Regions from separate parts of the Sus scrofa genome. Here region 1 is linked to region 2. Evidence: chromatin contacts called from public HiChIP or PLAC-seq data. All regions are on one chromosome and are shown on one strand. Each heading gives the region's core, a stretch centred on a gene start, on an enhancer-like site or on the middle of the called end of the contact. The rest is flanking DNA. Distances are from core to core; before and after follow the strand shown.

Evidence for each region. HiChIP or PLAC-seq counts read pairs in DNA pulled down with a chosen protein or histone mark.
Region 1: a contact with region 2 is called in an H3K27ac HiChIP or PLAC-seq map of alveolar macrophages. The contact joins two enhancer-like sites. A contact is called at or near these places in 1 of 47 Hi-C or Micro-C datasets (fetal skeletal muscle) and 1 of 2 datasets of contacts at active chromatin or transcription factors (alveolar macrophages).

What each region holds. Positions count from the first base shown.
Region 1 is chr2:72,564,094-72,566,793 of Sscrofa11.1, forward strand. No RefSeq gene overlaps it. Among named protein-coding and RNA genes, the nearest start is that of TNFSF9, 17 kb to the right of the region's middle. Within about 2 kb of position 1,443, at least 2 of the 83 cell types and tissues checked have an H3K27ac peak or open chromatin away from gene starts, as enhancers often do. A contact at or near this core is called in alveolar macrophages, where this site is marked.
Region 2 is chr2:72,378,439-72,381,138 of Sscrofa11.1, forward strand. The region is part of intron 1 of VAV1 (vav guanine nucleotide exchange factor 1); the gene reads right to left. Among named protein-coding and RNA genes, the nearest start is that of VAV1, 12 kb to the right of the region's middle. Within about 2 kb of position 1,348, at least 4 of the 83 cell types and tissues checked have an H3K27ac peak or open chromatin away from gene starts, as enhancers often do. A contact at or near this core is called in alveolar macrophages, where this site is marked.

The sequences.
Region 1 (2,700 bases), core at 193-2,692, 190 kb after region 2:
TCCCTTCTTCAAAGCCAACCAGGACATTTGAATCTTTATCAAGTGCCAAATCTCTATGGTTTCTGACCTTCTCCATTTCTGACTTCTAGATCTAGATTTAAAGAGCTCGCGTGATTCATTCAGGCCCCCTTGGACAACCTCCCTACTGAGTAAGTCAAAGTCAACTAAGCAAAATCTGCAAAATCCCTTTGATCACATAATATAATCATGGGAGTGACATCCCATCATATTCACAAGAAAGGGAATTATACAAAGGCCAGGGTCTTCGAGGGCAGTCTTAAAATCCTGTCTGCCATATCCAGCGACTTGTTAAAATACATATTCCTGGGCCTCGCATCTAGAAATTCCTAATCAGTAGGTCTCATATGACCCAAAGTCTCTGTATTATTTAAAGGTTCCCAGATTATTCCTGTAGGCAGCCAGGCATCGACATTCCCTATAGTTGTATCTCTTAAGCCTTGGATAGTTATAATACATGTTCAATTTTTAGCAGGAGATCTGAATCAGGGGATAGGGCTGGATGCACTAAGAAAAAGAAACAAAAAGACAACTATGTTATGCGAGAGAAAGAGAGTTACAGAGAAATACTCAAAAAGAAAAAAGAGAGTAGCAGGAAACCACTTATAAAGGAAAACCATTGTGGCAAACAATTTTTAGATTTTCACTGTTTCTAAGTCTTCCTCCAGAAAGCTCAAGCCACCCCAGGGAAAAAAGAGGAAATGTGAATGCAAAATACAAAGGGTACGAGATGTGAATGTAAAATGAAAAGAGCTCTGGAGGTCGGGGATGATCATTGTTGTACAACAAAACGAATGAACTTAAAGCCACTGAACTGTACACTTTAAGATGTTTAAGATAGTAACTATCATGTTATGTGTAATTTACTGGAATAAAGCTTTTTTTAAAAGGAGAAGGGATGTCACTGATCATCACGTGGTTGCATAAAAATGGTAACATATGGGTGTCACGTTGTTTAGCTGGTATGCAAATGTATGTATGAGTTTTCAAGTTTCTGTTTCTATGTTGGTCTCATAAAAATTAATTTTTCATAACCCTATAACTGATAATTCTGCATCTAGGTATTTCCCTGGAAGAAATGAATGTATGTTTGCAGATACTTGCTCAAGAATTGTTATAGAAATTTTTAAAAATGTGTAGCAATATGCAAAAATGGGAAATGACCCAAATATCCATGGACTGGGGGATGGCTAAACAAACTGGGCTCCATTTATGTAATAAAATATTATTTGACAATAAAAAAAAGAATGAATTTGAACTTCCACATGAGGCAGAACTACTGCTATGCAGAACATGGATGAACCTCAGAAACTTTACTTTGAGTGACAGAAGCCAGACAAAAGAGAATGCATGCTATATACTTCCATGCATCAGAAGTTCAAGAAGAGGAAGTTCACGTTGTGGCACACAGGAAACAAATCCGACTAGGAACTTGAACTATGAGGTTTCGCTTTCAATCCCTGGCCTCGCTCAGTAGCTTAAGGATCTGGCGTTGCCGTGAGCTGTGGTGCATGTCTCAGATGAGGCTCAGATCTGGCATTGCTGTGGCTGTGGTGTAGGCTGGCAGCTGTAGCTCCAATTGGACCTCTAGTCTGGGAACCTCCATATGCCTTGGGTGCAGCCCTAAAGAGCAAAAAAAAAAAAAAAAAGTTCAAGAATAGACTATGTTTATGAATTAGAATAGATGTTAGGAGAGTTTCTGTTGTGGCGCAGTAGGAATGAATCTGACTGGTATCCATGAGGATGTGGGTTCAGTCTCTGGTCTCACTCATTGGATCAGGAATCCAGCGTTGCCTTGAGCTGTAGGTCACAGACACAGCTCCAATCCCCTGTGATTTGGGTTTTGTAGTTAATATAATTTATGTCGCATATACTAGCCAATTTTCTCAAGTTGCTAGCAGTTAAAATTTTTTTTTCCTAAGAAATTGGAAGTCAAGTGTCCCCAAAGCTATGTCATTCATGAGAAACAGAATGGGGAATTCTCAGAGAGAGAAATAATAAGTAAAAGCAAAAAATCATAGGCGGCTGGGCTTGTAGAACACTAGAACAACCCATTAATAGCTCAGCCAGAAGTTCCCACTGTGGTATAATGGGTTAAGGATCCAGCATTGTCTGTGCAGCAGGTTGGGTCATTGCTACAGCTGGGGTGTGGGTCACAGCTGCATCTTGAATTCGATCCCTGGCCCAGGAACTTCCATATGCTGAGGATGCAGCCAAAAAAGAGAGAGAGAGAGAGAACTCAGCCAAAAAACCAATGGGGAAACAAAGAAGAAACTTTTTTAGGAGCTGAGTGTGTGTTCTTCCCTCCTCACTGCCCCCTGCCCCCAGTTCCTATGCTGAAGCCTTAACCTCCATCGTGATGCCACTGGAGATGGTATGATATTATGATATGAAGAAATATGTATTTGGTCTTTGTCCCCAGTCCTTGGCACAGAGCTCCTAAAATCCTTATGATTTCCTGAGGTAATGGAATGAGAGGAGCATCATTGGTTTGTTACAATAAGCCCCCTTTTGTTTATTTATTTATTTTTGGTCTTTTTTGCCATTTCTTGGGCCGCTCCCACGGCATATGGAGGTTCCCAGGCTAGGGAGCTGTAGCCAGAGCCACAGCAACACGGGATCAACCTGCATCACAGCTCACGGCAACGCCGGATCCTTAACCCACTGAGCAAGGCCAGGGAT
Region 2 (2,700 bases), core at 98-2,597:
CCTGCCACAAGACCCTGACGTGGTCTTTGCCCTCTGTGCCCCCATTCTTCCCAGAGCTGGCTTCGCAACCTTCAGCTCTCAGCTTTCCTTGACCACCCCCCAGAAGCCTGCCCCATTTGTTCGCCTCCATCCTGACCCCTGGTTTCTTGTCTGCAGCATTTGCTGCAATGTTTGTTTGTTTTTTTCTTTTTTTGGCCACGTCCGTGGCAAGCAGAAGTTCCCAGGCCTGGAATCGAACCCACACCACAGCTGTGACAGTGCCGAATCCTTGACCACTAGGTCACCAGGGACCTCCACAATGTGGAGGTTTTTTTTGTTTGTTTTGCTTTTTTACGGCCTTACCCATGGCATGCGGAGGTTCCCAGGCTAGGGGTCCAATCAGAGCTACAGTGGCAGGCAGGCCTATACCACAGCCACAGCCATGCAGGATCCAAGCTGCATCTGCGACCTACACCACAGCTCACGGCAACACCGGATCCTCAACCCACTGAGCGAGGCCAGGGATCGAACCCGCCACCTCATGGTCCTTAGTCGGATTCGTTTCCACTCCACCACGATGGGAATTCCTTGTTTGTTTGTTGGGGTATTTTTTGGCTGGTAAGTCTCTGCAGCGGTTGAATGGGGGACTCCAAATAGATACATCTACATCAGATCCCTGATGTCAGAATGTGACATTATTTAAAATTAAAAAAAAAGAAGAAGACTTTGCAAGACATCATTAAGGATGTCAGGATGAGGAGATCATTCTGGAGTATGAGACCCCAAGACAATGCAGACACAGAGGACACAGCACAGTGAAGATAAAGGCAGAGGCTGGAACTGGGCAGCCTCTAGCCAAGAAACGCAGGGCACCAGCAGAACCTGGGAGAGGCAAAGAAGGGACTGTCCCCTCCAGCCTGGAGATGGAGCAAGAGGCTGCCAACACTTCCCGACACTTTTGATTTCAACCCTCTGCCCTCCAGAACTGCGAGACAATATAGCTGTTGTTTGAAGCCACCCAGTTTTTGAGACATTGTTACAGCAGCCACAGGAAACAACCCAGGCAGCCTTCTCTCCCACGAGGCTGTGAACTCAGGACAGCAGAGGGGAAAGCTGGGGTGTTCTTTCCCATCACCCCAGCCATCAGCCTAGCACCTGTTGCTGATAATAAAATAAATGAATATCTAATGTGAAAAAGCTCTCATTCTCACCTTCACTCCAGCCAGCAGGTATTCATTTCTCTTTGGGTTTCCTCCCCACCCCACCCGACACAGGAAGTTCACTCCCTCCAAAACAATAGTTCTGTCGCCCAGGGGCAAGTGGCCGCTCCTCCACCCCCACAGGGGACTTTCGGGATTGGCTGGGAACGATTCACTGTCATGACTCCAAGGGGGAAGCGTGCTACTGGCAGAAAGTGGGTGGAGGTCAAGGATGCCTCTAAACATCCTCCAAGGTGCAGAGCAGCCCGCAGGGCGAAGAATGAAATGAAGTGAACATTTGACAGATATTTACTGAGCACCTACTATGCACCGGGTGCTGTTTTCAGCACGGGGGAAACAGTTGTGAAAAGACAAAAAGCTTTGCCCTGATAGTCCGGTGGGGTAAGCAGGTTTTACGCAAATAAGTAAAAACTGCGGTTAAGTCAGAGAGTGCTATGTGCTAGGGAGGAAAATAAAAAAGGAAAAGAATGGAAGGTGTGGGGGGCAGGGGGTGTGATTTTACAAATGGAAACAAGGGCAATCTCTGATAAGAAACCTACAGGAGATAAGAGAACAACTAGGGTGTGTATGTGAGGGAAGAGGGGTTCAGTGGAGAAAGAACTGCCTGTACAAATGCCCTGGGGTTCGATTGCCCCTGGTGGGTTCTAGGAACAGTGGGGAAGCCCACATGGCTGGAGTTGAGTGAGGGAGGGGGAAAGAGGACAGAGATGAGGGGCTGAGAGGTGGGAAGAAGCCAAAGGCACAGGTTCTTCTGGGTCTAGATGAAGACTTTTTTTTTTAATCTTGTTTTTTTCTTTTTTAAATTATAGTTGTGTGAACCGGAGTTTGGCCCCTGCCATCTGCCTCTACGTGGATTAAATCATGTACCACTGCAGTTGTCGACCCGCAGCAGCCCCTGAGCAGACCAAGAGTGAGGTACTCTGTGCTCTGGGAAAACTGGAAGAACGGGTCTTCAGAGTTAGATGTTTTTAGGAGACGCTTTTATGAGCCCAATTCTTGCATCTTCTCATATCTAGAAAAATGCTGAACTCCTTCAATGATGGCTGATGTCTGTGCCTAGTGGTCACCTTCATGAGACCAGCAGCAAACGACTGTAAAAGGTATGCATGGCTGCATGCACCTCCTCCATCGCCTTTATGAGTTAGATCTTGATATGTCCCCCTTTCCTCTTTGGGGCAATATATCAGCGCTCTCTGAAATACTGCCTCCTGGGCTGCAGTTAAGTGGACAGAACAAAAGATGTCTGTGAATACAGTCACTCCCAAGAATGGGCCAGCAAGCCCCGAGGGAACTCAGGAAAGAAGCAAAGACCAGTCCATAGGTGAGGTGCTGGAGGGACTCCAGTAAGCCCAGACCTTTGCATCTTCCCATAGAAACTGGTTTTCTGTAAATCTGGTTTTCTGTAAATCTTTTGTTCCTACCACCTTCCCTTTGTTGCAAAATTCCTGTATGCTGGCACCCCCACTCATCTGCTCGGGAGCGGTTTCTCACGGCTACCCGA